3 separate regions of the Zea mays genome follow, and all the other regions are linked to region 3. Evidence: chromatin contacts called from public Hi-C data. All regions are on one chromosome and are shown on one strand. The core of a region is the stretch at or near the end of the contact, and the rest is flanking DNA. Distances in the headings are between cores, read along the strand shown.

Region 1 (3,112 bases), core at 272-2,771, 180 kb before region 3:
GTGGGTGCCGCCGTGCCGTGCAAACTAGGCGCCAGGGGGCCAGTGTGTGCCCGCCACGCGCCACCCACCTCCCGACGCGATCCAATGCCTTCAGGCTGCACCTCTTTTGCTAGACTTCACCAACCCTATGGAAAACGCCAAAACGATGGGTGACCTGGCTGAGAAGGACGGCTGGTTTGTTTAGATTGTTGAGTGCTTGAATTCTTCTGAACGTGAACATGTTCCACATTTAATATGGAGGACGCTGTCATGACTAAAATGTTAGGTATGTAGATGATTCAGTAGTAATTTAATCTAGGAAAAAACATATTTATGACAACATACCAGCGGCAGATATTTTGTGTATTGGCGTAGCCGTCCCGTTTAGTGCAGTACAGCGTGTCGACCACCACCGTTTCATCGAGGAGAAGACGAAACGTCGATCACCATTAGCATAGGGAAGGAGAAGACGAAGCGAGCAGTCATGCTGTTTGTCGACGATCCTCGGAAAAAAACCGAGTGCTCGAAGTCTTCCGAATGTGAGCATCCCGCTCGGTGGAGTGTAGTGAGGTAGCTGCGCAGATCACCACTGTTTCTCTAGGAAGGAGAGGATGAAACATTAAGCACCACTAACACCAGGAAGGAGAAGACAGAGTGAGCAATCACGTCGCTTTTGTACACTCCTAAAAAATGTGATTGTCGACTTCACCCGGGTACGCGAAATCTCAGAACGACACTCGTTTTAGACACATGCTCTTAGAGTGCTCGAACAAGTAAGAACTAGAATGAGGACGTTTAACTAAGCGCTAAAGCAGAGATGAACCGAGTGATGATGATATGGTAAAGCTTATATAGTCAAACCAGGAGATGAAGAGCCGCATGACGTATGTCCTGTTTCTGGGTGGTACGACGATCGTGCCATGGTTTATCAACAACAACGACGGTGTGCACGAGATGCACCTTCGTTCCTTTTCCAATGACTCCACGCGACCGAATGAAGTTCAATTATATAACTATGTTAACATCACGCCAATTTCTCCTATGACACTAAAACATAATATATACTACATCCGTTCTTGAATATGTGTCGTCCGCTAATTCATTTTTAACTAAACCACGATAAATAAAAAAACGGAGGTAGTACCTTATTTAATACAAGTCTTTACTTTTTTTATATATAAGACAGACCCACAAAAATAACTAACACAGGAAGTAGCTCTTAAGAAGCCACTCAGACGCCGTTACTTGCACGGTGCGCATAGTTTGTGAATTGTTGCAAGATACAGTAAGCATTAAAATATAAGGGCGGCGCGGCGTGCAGCAGTGGCACATGCGCTGGCTGGACGTTGGTGGGTGGCGATGTGCCAATGTCACATCCCATCCGATCCGCCTCCACGCGCCAGGGGCCCAGGGCGGAGCAGCGGTGTGGCCGTGTGTGCCTGCCTCCCACACGCCCCGCGCGTGGCGCCGCCCAGCCCACCGGACCCGGGAAACTACCCTTTCCCCCCGTCAAGCGGGCCACGCCAACGCCCTGCCCCACGGATCAGCGAGACAGAGATCTCAGTTCCTTCTCCCGCTCCGGTTCTTCTTCCTGCCGCGCCGTGGGCCCCGCCCTTGTCCCCTTTCTTCTCCGTCTCCTCCCTGCCTATCCCATCCCATCATCGTCGTCTCCCTACCGCAATCGAAGAAAGGGCCGGGCTCAACCGAGCCCTCAAATCGCCGCATCGCGCCCCTAGCTCTCTCCGTCTCCCTCATCCTGACCTCGATTCGAGCTAGTTTCGGGAAGGTGAGGCTCGTTTTCCCCCCTAGTCCTTGCCTTCTGGTTTCCCGCCCTCGGCGTCGGATGCTCTGTGGTTAGGGTGTGGGGGGAACTGACGCGGAGCTCTTGATTTGTTGTTGCAGCAAAGGTACCGGATCAACCCCCTTGATCACCCATGGTGCCCAGGGATAGGGCGCACAGCGCCGCTGCTGCCACCGCGCCCCCGACGGAGAAGCCCGTTCAAGGGTGAGTCTTGCGTCGTGAGTCGTGACTCGTGATTTTGACTAATCAATGGAAGAAAGGAAAAAGAAAAAAGCAGCAGCTACATACTGTAGTTTTTGCTGCGCGTTTGATCGCATTAGGTCTTTGGTGATCGATCACTAGTGTTTCTTGTCGGTCTCTGCACACGTAGTTCGGAATCATGTCTAACATTGGTTTAAACCTCTCTTTAATTCAACAACGATGATGTGCTGCAGTTCGAGAGAAAAAAAAGGTTTCATGAGTTTTTTTTTAATTTGTAGTACTTCACTCTCCCTCCCCATGTTTTTTTTGGCACCCTGTACCTGCAAAACTAGTAGAAGCAAATGTGGATGTTTGTCACTGAATAGTTGATAATCCCTTCAAAGGAAGTTCTGCTTTCTCTAATGTCGAGGCTGTGGATAAGGCAGAGCCAAAGAGTGGCGAAGGCTTGTTACATTCTTCGAGCATGATTCCCTAATTAGCAAGCTTTTCTACTGCAAGTGCGCGACACAATTTATCGCTGATACCGAACATTCGATAGGCCTATCCAGAACAACAAGTGCGAAAAGAAGGCTCCAAAGAAGGTGCATAAATCTGAGAGAGAGAAACGTAAGCGGGACAAGCAGAATGATCTCTTTGGTGAGCTGGGAAACATGCTAGGTATGCGTTCTGTTACAAATTGAATCTACAACAGCATGATCTATGGCTGCATAACATTAGAGTGTTCCTTTCTTAACTCGAAAAATCCATGCTGTTTCGATTTATTTTGTGCCATCCTGTTTCTTCCATATCATTTTGTCCAGGTCAGTGCAGTTTGCAACTCACCTGCGTGCCTGCTGTTTGTTGATTTCCTTCAGTTTTGGATTTCCAAGTCCAACTTTCAGAGTTTAGCATGTTTACGTGGATAATATTCAAAACACACTTGTCATTGTTATACAGACAACCTGCTGCAAGTGTTCCATGCATATGTGGTTATTGATTATTTTGTCTCAACTCTACTACTACTACTACCATACTTATGCTCAAAGTTGCATTTAAATTTTTCCTAACCAGTGTCATCTGTTTTCAGAACCTGATAGACAGAACAATGGAAAGGCATGCATATTAAGTGACACTACACGAATACTTAAAGAT
Region 2 (3,493 bases), core at 190-2,689, 150 kb after region 3:
CTACTTCTCCACCGACCGGGCGCCGGTCCAGGACCCCATCCTGCTGCTCAACGGGTCGGGCAAGGGGATAGTGAACAACATGTTCTTCGTCACCAACGTGGCGCCGTCGTACGCACCGGCGGGTAAGGTGCTGGTGTCCGTGTCCCTCGTTGGCTCGTTCGCCGACAGGGAGGACGCCGATCTGGCCGACGAAGTGGTCCGGGAGCTTGGCGGGTGGTTCGGCGACGGAGAGGTCGCGTCGTGGACACACTTGTCGACGTATCGCATCGGGTTCGCGCAGCCGGACCAGACGCCGCCCACGACACCGGCGGGGAGGGACCCGAGAGTGGGTGACGGATTGTACGTCTGCGGTGACCACTGGTGCTCTGCCACGTTCGACGGCGCGCTGGTGTCGGGAAGGAGGGCGGCCGAAGCTCTGGCCAAGGACAGGGGACTATGAGCTTCCTAGCATGGGGCTGTGTTTGAGTTGGGTCCGTGCTGCACTGCAGAGTGCAGACTGCAAAGAAAATCCATCTCGCATGACGAACGAGTTTTTTTTTTGAGAGAGACAAGTACATGTACATCTCCATCAACGACTAAAATTCAGCTTGTAATTTCCTCTGTAAATCTGATTTATATTTACTCATTGAATTCCTATGTTATGTGCAGCATGGTACCATTTTAGTGGTCTGCCGATATTTGTTTGATTGCAATACGTTACCGACTTGAACTATAAATAAATTTGTTTTGAACAATGCCATGCCCATTACCTGAGCAGCGACCTGTTAGGGTTTGTTTGAGAGTAAGGGTAATGGAGGAGATTGAAGGGGGCTATAATTCTCCACTATTTAATTTTAAATAGTGAATGATTCTAGCCCCATCAATGCCTTTCATTACGCTTGTTCCCAAACAAGCCCTAAGATCCCGTTTGTTTCCTTTTATTTCGAGGAATTGGAATCTTACTAATGGAATATATTATTTTTTTAGAATACGACATTTCACCGCTTTCCAAAGTTATCATACAAGCTTACCTCAAATTTATAGGGTGAGAGATGGAAATTGATTCTATAGATTTACATGCTATTTTTCCGATGTACAACTTATAACATATTATTCTACTTGCGCCTGTATAACATAAATATAATATATAACTATCTCTCCCATATGATTTAGAATAATATACAAATATATTACATATATAAATATATAAACTTAATTAATTTTATCTAAATTATAATTATTAAAATAGAATTCAATTCCAACGGACCCTAAGAAAAAAAGAGGAAATGTCATCGCTATAGCTGATCAACCAATTAAACTGGGCGCGGACGTGGCGCAAGTTAGCCCACACAACCTATCGCAACTTCTTACACGCAGGTCCCACAAAGTCATAACGAGTTCCGGACCGGAACTTCTAAAGAACAGATACGAAAGCCTAAAGGCCCCATACAGCCCAGAAGGCCCAACCCCGAATCGCTCACAGTCACATCTGATCCGCTCCGGCTCCGACGACGAATGGGCTCTATGGAAGCGTCGACCGCGCCGGAGAACGGCTCCGCCGCCGGTGGCGGAGCCGGCAACGGGGCGGGCGCCGCGTCGAACGGAGGAGGTGTTGAGAGGAGGCTGAGGTCCTCGGCTGCGCCCGCGTCGTGGGCAGCCCAGCTTCCCCTGGAGGTGGGCACACGCGTGATGTGCCGGTGGCGCGACCAGAAGCTCCACCCTGTCAAGGTCATCGAGCGCCGCAAGGGCTCCGCTTCCTCTTCCCCCGCTGACTACGAGTACTACGTCCATTACACCGAGTGTAAGAGCCTCTCTGCCTCGCGTCTTGTTGTCAGGATGCTTGCTGTCAGTCTAGGGTTAGGTTTCGTGCTCTTCGGCTTTGGGGAATTTTGGCCTTGTCATGCAACTGGCTGATTGGGTGTAGAATACATGTAATTGGAAAGGTTTTTGTGATGATTTGAGCTTTCTGTTTCATACCTCTGCAAATTTCAGCAATGATCGTTCTGCTGGTTGATAATTTAGTATAGTCACAAACTCTTCCGACAATTTTAGTCGGAGCTAAGGCCGGCCTCTGTATTAACTGCAGCCTGTTCTGATAATTGTGGACTGACATATCTTAAATGATATGGGCTCGCAGTCAATAGAAGACTTGACGAGTGGGTTAAGCTTGAGCAGCTTGATCTTGCTACTGTCGAGACCGATGTTGATGAGAAAGTCGAAGATAAGGTAAAGGGAATTGCACTTATGTTGCCATACGTACTAATAATAGCCATACCATTTCTTCACATTTGGTCAGTGGTAGCACCATTTGATTGCCAACATTTTTGTGAAGCAATGTCTAACTTTTGTTGACAACACCGCTTTTGCAAAATGAATGCTTAATGTGATTATCTTTTGATATTTATCCAGGCAACAAGCTTAAAGATGACACGGCACCAGAAGCGTAAAATTGATGAAACACATGTGGAGGTATGCTGCATATTGTTATTGCTCATCGCACATTTACTATTTTCACATAAATGTTATGTGAAGGTTTATTATGTCAGTGCTAGTTGAAGCATTAGCTCCTTGTGCGTTCACTGCACAAAATATTTCTAGCTCATTTGACCTCAATTGTTTTGGTAGCAAGGACACGAGGAGCTTGATGCAGCCAGCTTGCGGGAACATGAAGAATTCACAAAAGTGAAAAATATTGCAAAGATTGAACTTGGGAGATATGAGATAGATACATGGTATTTCTCTCCTTTTCCACCAGAGTACAATGACTGCCCGAAGCTGTTTTTCTGTGAATTTTGCCTCAACTTCATGAAGCGCAAAGAACAGCTTCAGAGGCACATGGTGAGCTATACTTGTTTGTGCTTTATACCTTGCCTATTTGTTAGATACATGCTGCTACTATGATATTAAAAAATGTATTAGTTAGATCCCTTGTTTGTCTAAACGCATCCATCATCAATTTCTGTTTAGTTTTAACCTAGGTGCTGGACTGGCTACCTAGGAAGCAGGAACTAGACTATCAAGACAGCAACTAGAAGTTCTAGATGGTATTGTACTGTATCAGCAAGCATCCCTATACTGAAGCAAACAAATAACCATAAGAAATTAGTCATACAGCATGCAGTTTGGCATGTCTTGTTATCAATCATAGTCCATAAGTAATCATACAGTACTTACTTTTAGCCAACTACACACAACAAGGCCGCACACTCACAGACACCCTAAAAATAGTGGATGGTTTCTTTGAAGTGGTTCTTAATGTCATTTTCGTTGTTTTTACAGAAGAAGTGCGATCTTAAGCACCCTCCAGGTGATGAAATCTATAGAAGTGGAACTCTTTCGATGTTCGAGGTAAGTTTTGTATCCATCTTAGGAGTTTCTAGCAAAATGTGAAATAAGTTCATGCATTCATTTTGTTAGCAAGTGCTTTACTGATTCTGGAAAATTATGGTACCATAATGTTTTGTTCAGTTGTAATTGGTCAATTAAAGGATCTTTTCAAATCCATGGCTGCAAT
Region 3 (3,289 bases), core at 189-2,688:
GTATCAAATTGTTTGGAGCACACAAGTAGGTGGAGTAAGCTCATAAGCTTGGTTGTTGCATTCAAAATGTGCGTATTCGTATATTTGCTTGCATTTACACGAGTAGAAGTTTTCACAAGTTGTATCTTCCTTGTGTTTAGTGGTGTGTGCTCTACGTATAACTTGTTTGGTGATTTAAGAACTAGTATGAACAGGTTAAGGTGGCCGTGGGTTGAAGCTGAGCCTTGGCTTATAGGTTTGTCTCGTTTTTTGCCCTCAATTTTGCTTCAGTGAGTTTATTAACCGGTGCAAGTTTGGTATGGTATCTCTGCAACGAGAAGGTACGCTGGACGTTTCATCTGCATATCCTGAATGCTTCAACCAAACGCTGTGGTTATTGTATGGTACAGTACTGGCTCACTGAATATAATTTGCAAGCATCGATCTGCGTCGCAGATTCGCGATACGTCCACACCTCATACAGAACACGTTTACATCGCGAACTTACCAAACGCTGTGGTCTGGCTGGTGGTACAGTACGTTCTTGACAATTTTACACGCTACAGGATATAGACGCTACAGAGTACACAGCACTGAAGCTTTAGAAAACGAAGAAGGAACAAACAAAAAAAGCCCGGAAAAGTTCCGCTCAGAGGTCTCCATCAGGGCGCCGCGCCGACGGCGAGACCTTCCTCCTGACCTTCTCGGTGGTCCTCTCGAGCGCCTCCTCGGTGGCCCTGGCCGCCGACTCCGCCAACTTCTCCACCATCTCCTTGCCCATCTCCAGGGTGCTCTTGGCCGCCTTCGTCACCGACGCCGCCGGGCTCCGCGGCAGATGGTACCTTGCCACACACACACACACGGCAGGCGTGAGAACTGAGAGCACACACGTCTCCCGATCCAGAACAGCGGGGCAGTAGTGAAACGGATAATCATCTACCGCGGCTCGGCCGGCGGCCGGCGGAGGTTGAAGCACGCGAGCTTGGCCCACGCGCGGAGCGCGTCCAGCCAGCGCTCGTGCCCGGCGAGGCCGATCGCCAGCTCCACCGGCTCTCGAGGCGGCCCGTTCCCCGGTACCCCCGTCGCCGGCGGCGGCGACGACGACAGCAGGAACAGCAGAGCCGACGCCGCGACGAGCAGCACGACGACGCAGACGATGATGGCGGCCATGCATGTCGCCACGGGCCGCGCGGCGCCACCCTTGCCCCTGCCGTTCCTGTTGCCGCTCATTGCCGCGGGCTGCTGCAAGCTGGTGGCGATCGAGAGGCGTCGCGTCGCGTCGCGCGGCTGGAACCTGGAACCGGTGGACGGAAGCGAGCGAAGGTTGGGTTGGGAGCCCCTCCTCCTCCAGCCCGGCCCCATTGGCCAGGAGCTTTCTTCGTGCGGGCGGACACACGTCCGGCGGCGGCACGTGTTGGGCTCGGGAGCAACGCGGTGACGTGCCGGGCCACGTCGGGTGCTGCATGTGGTGACGTGGCGGGGGCGTTGATTGCATTGCACGCGACGCGAGCGCGATACGTCGTCGCCGGGCTTTCAGAGTGCGCGACGCAGCAGGCCGCGACGGCAAGTGCAGGTGATTCGTGGCGGCCAGTCCCATCGGGACGATGAGGCCTGACCTACCACTACCACTACCACTCTACCAGACTGATGCATCGATGTATCTTCTCGCGCAAAGCACGTACTCCTTCCTACCAAGCTAGCTCAAACGACCACTGATCTGGACACACCTGACCTGGCGACCGGCGGCGGTGAATGGTTGTTTACTCCTGCCGTCTCCGTCCTGACGACAGGGAATAATCAGCGGCGTATCATTCCCGGAAACTTCGGCCTTGGTTCAGCCCACATGAACCAGAACTGGCTAGCTAACAACCACGGCCACCGCTGTCTGCTCAACTCCCATTGAGCTAATCCGGTTTTATAATGCTGCCAGGTTTTATTTACACGCTTGCCAGTGCGTTCCTCGAGCGGTGTTCAATATGGAACCGTCAGTGTGTTCAACAAACTCACGGACACACTCGATTTCTTTTCTTTTTCTTTTTGAGTTAAATTTGACAGCGGACATGTCATACCAAAATCCGCTGCAGCTGCAAAGATGGTTTTTATTTCCAGAGAAGAAAGTAAGCCAAATCTTCCAACACCACCACGGTAGGAAACCCGCCGGCCGCACCATCCGACCGTTAGTTCCAAACCCTCCCCGGCCGGCTTAAAACGCGCCGATCCAAGAAAAGCACCCCCCCTCCAACCCGCGCACAGACGCACTAACCCCCTTCAAGGCTTGCACGTAAGCGTAACCGGCGTTGCCTTCCTTCATCACGGCGGCTGGGCGGCAGAGCGCGCCGCCATGCCGCACCGCCACCATGACGCCGCCGCCGGCGACGAAGCCCCGTCCCCGCGCCCCTCGGCGGCCGGCTGCTACGCGTTCCTGACGCGCTCCCACCGCAGCGCGGGCGCGTACCGCCGCCTGGACTCCGCGCGGGCGCTCGAGGCCGAGGCCGACGCCGCCGTGGCGGCGGTGAGGGTGGAGGTCGGGACGGCGGCGAAGGGGAGGGCGAGGAGCGTGTTCCACGTCGACCCCGCCGTGCTGGAGGCCGGGCCGGTGCGCCGGCTGCTGGCGGCCGCGGGGAGGCGGGCCCCCGGCGGAGGCGTCGCCGTCGACGTCGACGCCCTGCTGTTCGAGCACCTGATGTGGCTGGCAACCAAGGCCCGCGACGGTGGCGGGGTGGGCGGCGACGGCGACGGCGACGAAGACGAAGGCTCCGCCCCCGCCGCTGATGACGACCTTTCCGAGATCGTCGAGTTCTACTCGCAGGACGACGAGGATGACGAGGAGGAGGGCCGCGACCACGGGTTGAGCAGCTTAAGCTTCTAGTAAATTCCCGGTGGCTAAGTTAAATAATCTAAAGTATATTCTTAATCCGCGTCATTTAGTTCTCGTCATTCATGTGTATAATGCTATATATACATGTAAAATGTATAATCAAGATTACTACTAATTGTTGTTTTAAATAATTAGCCCGTGAGGTAGACCACTGAGTCAAGAACCGACGATTTGTTTGTTTAGGAAGAGTCTGACAAACGGGTCTAGGTTTGAATGAGGACAAGGAAGGAAAAAAAAAAGGTACCACACTGATTGGTTAATGTTAATCTATTATTGGGCTAGGTCAGCACATCCATCGTCAAGCTTTTTTTTAAACACTTCACTCCGTAATATGGGATCTAAGAGCTAAGTTAGGCCATGTTTGGTTTGTTTAGTCTAGTGACTAAAGTTTAGTTACGGGACTAAAGTTTAGTCTCTAACATGTTTGGTTCT

The links. Hi-C and Micro-C count contacts between places; a contact is called where the count stands out from the background.
Region 1: a Hi-C map of leaf shows a contact between it and region 3, with 3 times the contacts expected there. The contact joins the promoter of LOC100282769 here to the promoter of LOC100501320 in region 3. A contact is called at or near these places in 2 of 25 Hi-C or Micro-C datasets (both in leaf).
Region 2: a Hi-C map of leaf shows a contact between it and region 3, with 3 times the contacts expected there. The contact joins the promoter of LOC100383928 here to the promoter of LOC100501320 in region 3. A contact is called at or near these places in 7 of 25 Hi-C or Micro-C datasets (bundle sheath, ear, endosperm and 3 more).

The regions. Positions count from the first base shown.
Region 1 is chr7:176,583,952-176,587,063 of Zm-B73-REFERENCE-NAM-5.0, reverse strand. LOC100282769 reads left to right here and starts at 1,521. Exons shown (of 5, transcript NM_001155675.2): 1 at 1,521-1,765; 2 at 1,882-1,984; 3 at 2,520-2,638; 4 at 3,048-3,112. The coding sequence starts at 1,914.
Region 2 is chr7:176,257,210-176,260,702 of Zm-B73-REFERENCE-NAM-5.0, reverse strand. It overlaps LOC100383928 (protein phosphatase homolog2), which reads left to right and starts at 1,439. Exons shown (of 9, transcript NM_001176547.1): 1 at 1,439-1,780; 2 at 2,117-2,205; 3 at 2,389-2,448; 4 at 2,605-2,817; 5 at 3,259-3,327. The coding sequence starts at 1,495. LOC103633443 (coproporphyrinogen III oxidase) reads left to right here. Exons shown (of 1, transcript XM_008655144.4): 1 at 1-658. The coding sequence ends at 439.
Region 3 is chr7:176,406,295-176,409,583 of Zm-B73-REFERENCE-NAM-5.0, reverse strand. LOC100501320 reads right to left here and starts at 1,438. Exons shown (of 2, transcript NM_001357671.1): 1 at 920-1,438; 2 at 381-821. The coding sequence starts at 1,341. The coding sequence ends at 629.